Linked DNA regions of Mus musculus: region 2 is linked to region 1. Evidence: chromatin contacts called from public HiChIP or PLAC-seq data. All regions are on one chromosome and are shown on one strand. The core of a region is the stretch at or near the end of the contact, and the rest is flanking DNA. Distances in the headings are between cores, read along the strand shown.

Region 1 (4,969 bases), core at 1,090-3,589:
TGGTAAGCGAGGGAGTGCAGAGAGACAAACTAATAGAAAAAAGCTAACTGATTAGATGGTGATCCATCCACCCCTCCCAGAAGTCCAGATAACAACTTAGTTTTGGTTTAGTGATGGAGAATGTCAGTTTGATTTCAATTTTTCTTCTGGTCTGTTGAGTCTATACAGAGCTTAGTCCCAAGCGGTAGCCTCCTGTGATGTTCCTGTGACACTCCTGTGATGGTCCTGTGACACTCCTGTGATGTTCTTGTGACACTCCTTTGATAGTCCTGTAACACTCCTGTGATGTTTCTGTGACACTCTCATCCCTGGCTCACTTTTCCCACTTTCTCACTTTGTGGGATCACTGACCAAGCTAACTCCTTGTCCTCAAACCTTTGCCCCAGTGTCTGCTTCGTGTGTACTGGTGGTGGGGATTGAAGCTGAGGCAGTGACTCTGGAGAGCCTGTCTGTCTCTAACAGGAAAACATAAACTACGCTGGCTGAAACTGGCACTCCTCTGTCAATTCAGCTACTGGTGACAGCAGAAATTGTTAACAACTTCCGTTTACTGATAGCTTCCTTGGAAGGGATCATGACCCCATCACGTTCTCCCACACCCTATTCAGAGCAGTCTGAGGGGACTAACTATGCTCCTTTATCTTCTAGTTGAGGAAACAATGACACTGGGGCAGAATCTTAGAAGTTGCTAGTGCCAGAGTTGACATTTGACCTTGGCAAATTTTGTTCTGGAGTGCAAACTCTTGACCACATGATTAACTTTACAAACTATTAACTACTAAACAAGCCAAGGGTCTGGGAAGGCCTGCACAGTTCTTTGTGTGGTTTGTTGAAGCATCTTGGGATGACTGAGATGGTAACATAGGTATGGAGAGAGTTAAGAATTAGAAGTCTGAATCCAAACTACCTACAAACCCAAGGTCCTGGAGCAAACCGTTTCTCAGCTCTTAGCTTAAACTTCATTTCTAATGTGAGGTTCAAATGAAATGAAACCTATGGTTGATTTGGATGCTATAGGGGATACACCACAGCTTCCCACCACCCTTCTCAAGGGAGGGCTTTCCTTAATAACTTCCAGGGCACAGGTCTCTTTCCTTGAAAGAGTTAGCGTATATGGGTATAAGACGTGAATGAAGTAGCATGGTGTAGTTTGCCTGGCCCAGGTTTGCCTGTTTGTTTGTGCAGGACAATAGGCTTGTGTGATGATAGAACTTAGGATCTGATAACTCCAGTTTTTACTTTACTTTTAGTTGCCCCAAGATTCAGTTTTCTGGTCTGTGAAATGAGGAGAATAAAGGGAGACTTTGGAGCGAGTTCAGAGGTACACACAATGTGTTGGTCGAAATGTCATGGTCAGAGTAAGGGGTCTTTATTATTACTCTTGATTTTAGAACAGAAAAACAAACAAACAAACAAACAAACAAACAAACATGCAACCCCACTCAAAGATGTAGAAAGAGAAAAATGGAACCCACTGCCTTTAGGATCCAAGAATAGACTTACTAGCAATCTTCATCTGCTCAATGCAGGGAAGGCAGGGAAGTCCCTTAGTCACAGTTCCTATCTACATTCAGATCACACATCTCACCAAAGAAAAAGATAAAGATGGTGGAAGCCATGGACTGTCATAACCGCATCAACATATCTACAGCAGTGGATGCATACAGAGACTGTACTTAACAAACAAAAGTGAATACTTCCGAATCTCAGAGCAAACAAAATCGGTGCATATTGGGGGTGTGGGGTGTGGGGTAATGTCCCCAGCTGGAGAAGAGTCCGGGTGGCTACTTAGACTCTGCTCAGCAGCCAGGCATGGACTTTGAAAGTAGCTGGTCAGGGGTAGAACTTCAGGCAAGGGGTGGAAAGAAACAGGGAGGGGTGGAGAGAAGGAAGCAAGGACTCCTTACACAGCAGCACGAGGCTGAGGAAGTGATTTCCCCTACCCCGCCCCGCCCAGGGGCTCATGGGAGGGAACCTACTGGTTCCCCAGACTCGTGAGAACTCATGCTTCGGAGGGTCTTATAAGTGCCTTTTGGAAACTCAGCATTTGTTAACTTGTCACCGCATAAAGGCAGGAGAGAAGCCTGACATTTTTCTGACGCCTGAAAGCGAAAGAAGAAAGGGTTCTTACTGTCAGGGCCACATCCTGAATGACAGGGGTCAGTGTGTGCAACCGATCCGTGTGGGCGCAGGCTTCTAATTATTTCCTGGATAACCTGTTATCTATTATCCATCAGGCGCCTTGCCAGAATATGCTAACGTCTCCAGAGTTCCTGCTCTGGAGTCTGAGGAACTTGTTTTCATTTTTAAAGGGGACGCAGGCGTTGAGTGACAGCAGCTGGGTATCACAGTAGAAGGGCTACCCTCTGTTGGGCTTGAGCTGATAGAGAGCAAAGGCTACTAAGGTGTGGGTGGGACGGGTGGGGTCAGAGTGGGGCGCCCGAGGGGGTGAGGGGGCCCAAGCCCCTGGTCAGAAACAAAACATTTTCTCCTCAGGACTCCTTCCCTCAGGCTTCTCTTGGAGACTTGGCTGTAATCAGAAATGTCTGGAAATTTTTTCTGAGAAAGTTGAGTTTTCTTAGGCTGTAGTCATTTGCTGGACAAACACGGAAGCTCTTCAAAGAACCTTCTTCTGGGAGACAGGGAAGGGAGGATCCACACCCAGGCGAGCTATCAACTATCAGTCACACCCTGGCCTATATTTGTACTAAAGCACAAAGAAAAGTCAGCCAGTGGGAGGGGACCACAAATATGGGACATTGTTCTGTTTTCTAAAGATAGCCCTTGTTCATTTATTTAAAATTTGGAAAGTCCAGGAAAAAAAAAAGACTAGAAGTTGATTTCTCAGAGGCCCATTGTCCTTGTTAACATTTTGGCTTAGGATGTACCCCCTTCCGCCATGTTAATTTATACCAACCCTTGAAAGCCAGGACTTTTAAGCTAAAAATATAATGCTTCCCTTTCATTCTTTGGAAGCGTGGGGAGGGCAACGTGTTGTTTAGCGCTGGAGTTTAAGGTCAGAGTTCTGGAACCCTCAGAAGGCCCATGTTGCCAGGCTAAAGGTGAGCCCTGCTTACTCCCCAGGGCCTGGGATGGCTAAAATCCAGGGCCTTTTGTTTCAAACAGAGCAAGGGGGTTAAAAGAGTATTCCAGTTATCAAAAGCCCACAGACATGGGGCCAGCTCTCCACGGAAGCTTCCAGAAAACTAGAGAAGGTGGAACAAAGTTATCGAAGGTTCAGAAATCGGTTGAAAAGGGACAGATGAGGTAATCAGATACTAGGTGGTTCCAGATTTCTGCCATGGAGCAAATTCCAGGCCAGAGCTCAGGCACAGAAAAGCAAGCCAAACTCCAAGCTCTTAGCGGAGCAGACAGGCCAGGAGAGGCCGGGTGGTGGGAATTGGCCTAGCAGAATGTAAGGGAGGCAGGAATTACACAACGCTGTCTCAAAGGTTTGACGGGAACATTCTGCTGAGCACCAGGCTGTATGGGCACGGGATCATAGGCAAGGCTCCAGGAGATGACAGAAAAAGCAGTTTTAGGGGCACTTACAACATTATACTTTTAAAAATTAGGTTCTGAATTTTAAAAGATTTTTACTTTGTATATTCGTTTTGCCTACATGCCTATATGTTTTGCCTACATACGCTTGTGTGTCTGCTGCCTGCAAAGGTCAGAGGAAGGTGTCAGGTCCCCTGCAACTGGAGTCACAGATGATTGTAAGTCAGTCATTGTGTGGATGCTAGGGGTTGTATCTGTGTCTTCTGCAAGAGCAGTCAGTGCCCTTAACTACTGAGCCATCTCTCCAGCCCTAAATAAGTTCCTTTGGACAGAAGAATAGAAATATTTGTTAAAGAAGGCATTGGGTTGCTAAGTAGGTAACTAAGCGGGTTAGAGAGGAACTCTGAGCTTCATGTCTTAAACCTGTTGCTTACAGGAATCTTTCACACTAGTGCAGACTCCTTGAGAGGCCCTCAGAATGTCTGTGAGGTAAAATTGATTGGCATGTATCAACATTATTAGAAAGAAAAGTGAGACTTTGTTTAAACCTTTGTTTGTTTGTTTATTTTGATTTTTTTCGAGACAGGGTTTCTCTGTGTAGCCCTGGCTGTCCTGGAACTCACTTTGTAGACCAGCCTGACCTCGAACTCAGGAATCCACCTGCCTCTGCCTCCCAAGTGCTGGATTTACAGGGTATGTGTACCCCTATGTCAAGCAGTAATAACACTGTTTAAATGGACAAGAAATGATAATATACAAACTTTAATGTGAATACTGGCATTGATAGTTTTGCAAATCTCTTTAGCATCTGGCAGAATAGAATAGCTGAATACTTGTGTCCGTTTTGGGATTCAACACACTGGGACATGTTGTTTCAGTACAAGTATATGGAGAAAAAACTAGTCTCATTCAAATCTAAGATTTGGAAAGAGATAAATAGGGGCTACGGAGACAGTTGATTGGGTAAGAGTGCTTGCTGTGCAAGCAGGAAGACCTGGGTTCTAGTCCCGGAGTCCCCAGAAATGTAACGCACGGCCAGGTGCACTGTAACCCCAGCACTGCAGGGTGGAGAGAGGCAGATGCTGGGGTGCTGCCTGCCTCAACGCAGAGTCTGTGTTCAGCGAGAGGACTCATGTTAAGGTAATGAGGTGGGGAGCAATAGAGGAAGACATCCCATCCTCATCTGGCCTTTACACACACAGATGCACACACATGTATAACACAAACACACACACAGAGATGCACACCAACTCACACTCACACAGAGAGGAACAGGAGAAAGGGGAAATAGTTAAATAGCCTTTCCTGATTTACCAGTTTTCTTTTGATACCACATGAAAACAGAACATGAGCAAGTTTATCCTTCAGACACTGATTATGTGGAATCTGAAATCAGGTATTAAAAAACTTAAAAAAAAATCTTTGACATCAAGGTCTCATAACCTTTCTTTCACTTTGAATCCATCTT
Region 2 (5,050 bases), core at 1,261-3,760, 94 kb after region 1:
GCTGAGATGCAGAGAGCTGAAGTGTTTACACTCCAATGGCTTTGAGTTAAGGCTTTGTCCCAGAGCACATCAATTCCCAAGAAAGCCGACAACAAGCTGCAGTCACATTGGCTTTGGCGGCTAGAGAGAAACATACAGCTAGGTGGAGGTACTGGCTACCAGAAGTTGGGCTGCTATGTGTAGAAATGACAAGGTTTCCAAGGAGACTCGAGCAAAACACTGGTAGTGCCAGCCAGACACCCTAACAAACACAGCAGCCTTTGGAGAGAATGGCCCCTGATGATACACGAGAAGCAGGGGTCTCTACTCTAGTCTATATTTTATTTTATTGAGATGGTCTCCCATAGTAGCTCATGCTGGCCTTGAACTCGATGGCTTCCTGGGTCTCACTTGCTATTCTTATCGATGTGTGCTTCCATGTCCCGCTAAGTGCTGGGCATCTCATTGTCTGTGGCAATTACCTTTGGCAGGATGGAGGAGAAAGTGGATTCTCATTTTCTATTTTATATATTGGTGGGGTTTGTTCTGTTTTCACAACAAACTCAAAGGCTACCTTCCATCCTCTCTTTCTGAGTACTTTTTAAGTTAAAAAGTGCATGCTACTGTAACCCAGTGGTATAAACCCCAACAACAGACAGCAGACTGCTCTTTCTCTCTCTCAATCTCTCTCTTACTCTCCTCTATCACCTATTTATCTATCATCTATCTATATATGTATCTATGATGTATCTGTGTATCTATATATGTATCTATCATCTATCTATGTATCTGTGTATGTATGTATGTATCATCTATCTATCATCTATCTTTCATCTATTATCTATGTATCTATGTATGTATCTGTGTATATATATATATGTATCTATCATCTATCTATGTATCTGTGTATGTATGTATGTATGTATGATCTATCTATCATCTATCTTTCATCTATCATCTATCTATCTATCTATCATCTATCTATCTATGTATCTATGTATGTATCTGTGTATCTATATATGTATCTATCATCTATGTATCTGTGTATGTATGTATGTATGATCTATCTATCATCTATCTTTCTGTTTTTTAAGTTAAATGAAGGAGCGCAGTCAGTGTCCTCAGAGACAGAGCACATGTTCTAGGTTCATTTCAAGTGACAGGGCTTAGTGGGTAAGAAAACTGAAAATACACCTGTTAATTAATCATTTAACAAGTTTTTACCTAATGAACTATGTAGCAGGCTTCATCCCAGATACCTGGAGGAGTAACTGAGAAATGTCACTCACTGATCTAAAAGTTACCTTTGAGACATGGCCCGTTCCAGGACGTAAGAGTTTGACAGTAAAAACACACGAAAAAAGCGAAGTACGTAAATCACCTTTGCAATCAATCTTTGTATTGATGGAGGCTTAGTTTATGCTCTCAAAACATCTACGCCATTCTGGGAGCTTCTGAAACGATGTGTTTGTGATTTGCAGACTTTTTTGGGGCATTGGTCTCTTTAAAAGAGGAAAAAGCCAGCCATAGTGGTGCATGCCTATAATCCCAGCACCTGGGCAGTTGAACAGGAAGTTAGTTACCATGCGTTGGGGCCAGCCTGGGCTACATAGTAAGTTCTAAGCCAGCAGAGAAACAGAGAGACAGAGACAGACGCAAGGCTGAGGCCATTAGTCCATGGTAGAGCAAGTGTCTTAGTATGTGTTAGAGAGCCCTGGGTTTGACCCCAAGCAGCACAAAAAGCTGACATGATGGTACCTGCCCGAAGGCCAGCAACTCCAGGAGACAGAAGGGAAAGAATCCCGAGTTCTAGGACAGCTGCATTATGTAGTGAGAACAAAGGCCTAGGAACATAGTAGTAAATTGTGATGGCTTTCACTTGTGGCCTGAACAGAGTGCAGTGTGCGTTGACAAGTGGTGAGGGTGATATTTTTTTCACACCAAATTACTTCACAAAATTTGTTCGCACCTAGCAGGGAGACCATCATGGAGACTAGTGTTTGGAGGTTCTGCCTCCATAGATCTGAGTGTCCTGCTACTTCAGGTGCAGGGACTAGAAATGTGACCCCTAGCTCATCTCTGAGTGACTGCCTGGGATTCCTGACAAAAGCAACAGAAGACAAAGGTTTGGAGGATTTTATTTTGCTTTTCTTTATTGAGAAAACTAAGCAAACACTCTACTATTGAGCTATATCCCTAACCCACCTCTTTTTTTCTTTTTTAATTAAAAAATGAAAAGTGACTCTTTGGGTAGTTTATGGACTTAACAAATACTTAATTGACATTTTATAAGTCATCAGCCCATTTTCTTTTATTAAATGTTCTAAAAGGATACTAGGGATAGAGAATGGGAGAGACCTGGGTCTTGAACCAGCTGTACCTGTGTTAGCCGGTTGACTTCAGAGAAGTGTGCGGAAGGCTTTATCCTTCTGAGTCGAAAAGATGAAAGGCATGGTTTCTGTACCCTGAGAGTACACAGAAAACTGAGCAGGAAACGACATTAGTAAATAGCTACGTCCCTGTGTGACAAAGGCTGCAAATGTCCACTGAGAACAGTCTCAAGGTGAGGCACACAGCTGGGGCTGGGGAACGGCAGGAAGTCTCCTGTGCTCTGGGTTTCAGTTTCTCAGCTGTGCAATGGACTTTTGTGTCTTGGTAAAATACACCAGATTCATACTTCAATTCCAAACGAAGCCCCTGCCGTGGCTTGCACCTATCTATTTGCCAGTAGAAAGGGAAGCATGATAGTTCTCACCATCTTTCTACCTAGGACCCTTGTGAAGCAAGGCTACCCATCACCCACCTCCATCCCCGCTGCCCGCCCCATTTCACATGCATGTCACTTCTTGCCTCCCCATGATGATTTTTCAAGGGTGTGTGTGTGTGTGTGTGTGTGTGTTGGCGATCTAGGATTTCATGCTTGCTAGCTCTACCTCTGAGATGCACCCTCAGCCCACCACATGTGCTTTCTATGTAAAGATGCTAAGCCCACGGAATTGAGAGTTGCTGGATCTGTAGAAGCGGGTTCCAGCTGAGCCCACAGAGCCCACAGAATTACCTGGAGAAGAAAAAGAATAAAGAATAGAGAGTAAAGAGTGGAAGGGAAGGGATCAGAAAAGCTGGAAGCAAATGTTCTCAGCTCCTGAAGCAATCCCAGCCAGGCCTGTGCAGAGATGGGAGGAGCAGAACGCCTAGACAGCCTGGAGGTTTGGGACTATTTGATACTATATGGGGATGAAGAAAAGCCAGCAGAATTCTCTCTTTTTTGCCTTTCTTTTAGCAGTCATATTTGTTTATCAGAAGCTCTGTCTTTTAGGGGACAAAGTCAAGATGAAATTAAGAAAAGAATGCAGACTTCCTAAATAATTAGAGAGCCCGAGCCATGGCTGCAGAAACCCGTGTTCCTGTCAAGGGTACATTTAAACTGCATTTCTCATTCATTAACGTCCATAGTCATTCATTCACTCAGCGATAGCCTTGGGTGGAATACGAATGTCTGGTTCCTGTAAGCATTTCCTGAGCATCCATCCTGTGCCAGACACTGGATTCCATCCTAGAATTAAAAATAAGGTGAGTACAGCTTCGTACCAATGGAGCTTATTGTCTAGTCAATCTGCTAATAGAATGTCTTTATGCTTAGGATATCCTAAGCATTCCACTGAACAGACATTATTCTTGCTTGAGAGTCTGTCAGTTCTCTGGCCTTGTTGGGAGAATAAATCCAGAGGATTTATTCTGGAGTCTTGGCAGTTCAGCTTTGAGCTCACAGTATTTGTGAGTGAGAGAGAAAAATGGTCTGTTTGCCTATCTCTTCCCCACAGGTTTAACAATGCACCTGGCTGGGTCAGGACCATCCACATCGTTCTCCAAGTGAGGTGTTACACATGCACAGTCATTTTTCTGGCTTTCTAAAGAGCTTGATCCAACCCTCCAATTTCCTACCTTTCTCTTCCACCCGTCGTCTTTAATAATTAGGCTGCTTAATAACTGCTGTTGGTGGGGAGGAGGGGAAGGAAGATGGAGATTGCTAGGGCTTACAAGACCCTGGGGAATGTAAGAGCTTCTGTTGCCAGAGCCATCCTGTTCTGAACAACTCCCTGGGCACGTTGCAAGCAAAAAGGCTGCTCTTTCCTGCTCCAGACTTGACTGAGCCTGGTTCATTCAGCACCCAAAGGCCTTGCCAGGGGATCAGCTTTGGTTCCTGTCCCGACTCGTGTTGTTTCCTGATAGCATTTGATCGATATTTTTCAAGTACTCACTGGGTCTGAAAGTCAGCCCAGGTGAGACAGAGTATAAAGAAAGTAGAAGACAACCCAGACAGCTGTGACAACACAGGGAAGCCAGGAAGCCTCGTTCTAGAGCACATGCCTGCTCAAGTGCACTCAGGCGTGGGCTTCAGGACCAGTTATGAGTATCCACCCTGGGGAGTGGAACCAGAGAAAGATGAAGATAGGGATGAAGATGAGTGGGCAGTCAGAGAGACCTACATGTACACTAAGAAGCCACATAATGTGGGGGAGGGATACTGGTTTCACAGTTACACATATGTGGGTTCAGATGCCAGCTGCTCTATTGACTAGCAGATGATCTTAGGTACAACATTTAATATCTCTAGCTTTGAGAGATATTTAGGTTCTTATCATTATAAAATGCAGTCAATAATTTTTTTAAGAGTACCCATTTATTTTGGGGGCTGGATGAATCAGTGGTTAAGAACATTGGCTGCTCTTCCAGAGGACCCGGGTTCAATTCCCAGCACCCACATGGCAGCTCACACTTGTCTGTAGCTCCAGTTCCAGGGTTTTTGACACCCTCACAGACATACATGCATGCAAGACACCAACAAACATAAAATAAAATAAATTATATATGAAAAATATTTATTGTGTGTGTGTTGAGTGTGTATATATGTACCACATGTGTGCAGGGGGCCATGGCAGCCAGAAAAGGACACAGACCCCTTGAAACTGGACTTAACAAGCAGTTGTGAGTCTTTTGGGTACTAGGAACCAAACTCATATCCTCTATAAGATCAGTAAATACTCTTAACCACTGAGCCACGTCTTCAGTC

Evidence for each region. HiChIP or PLAC-seq counts read pairs in DNA pulled down with a chosen protein or histone mark.
Region 2: a RAD21 HiChIP or PLAC-seq map of pro-B cells shows a contact between it and region 1, with 2.8 times the contacts expected there. The contact joins two enhancer-like sites. A contact is called at or near these places in 1 of 15 datasets of contacts at CTCF or cohesin (pro-B cells), 10 of 484 Hi-C or Micro-C datasets (B cells, the Ba/F3 cell line, CD4 T cells and 7 more), 7 of 115 datasets of contacts at active chromatin or transcription factors (CD8 T cells, DN3 thymocytes, the HPC-7 cell line and 4 more) and 1 of 9 other capture datasets (embryonic stem cells).

Annotation. Positions count from the first base shown.
Region 1 is chr12:77,058,267-77,063,235 of GRCm38.p6, forward strand. No RefSeq gene overlaps it. Among named protein-coding and RNA genes, the nearest start is that of Gm35189, 5.7 kb to the left of the region's middle. Within about 2 kb of position 2,340, at least 189 of the 459 cell types and tissues checked have an H3K27ac peak or open chromatin away from gene starts, as enhancers often do. A contact at or near this core is called in pro-B cells, where this site is marked.
Region 2 is chr12:77,151,766-77,156,815 of GRCm38.p6, forward strand. All of the region lies in intron 1 of Gm40446 (a long non-coding RNA gene), which reads right to left. Among named protein-coding and RNA genes, the nearest start is that of Gm40446, 37 kb to the right of the region's middle. Within about 2 kb of position 2,511, at least 11 of the 459 cell types and tissues checked have an H3K27ac peak or open chromatin away from gene starts, as enhancers often do. A contact at or near this core is called in pro-B cells, where this site is marked.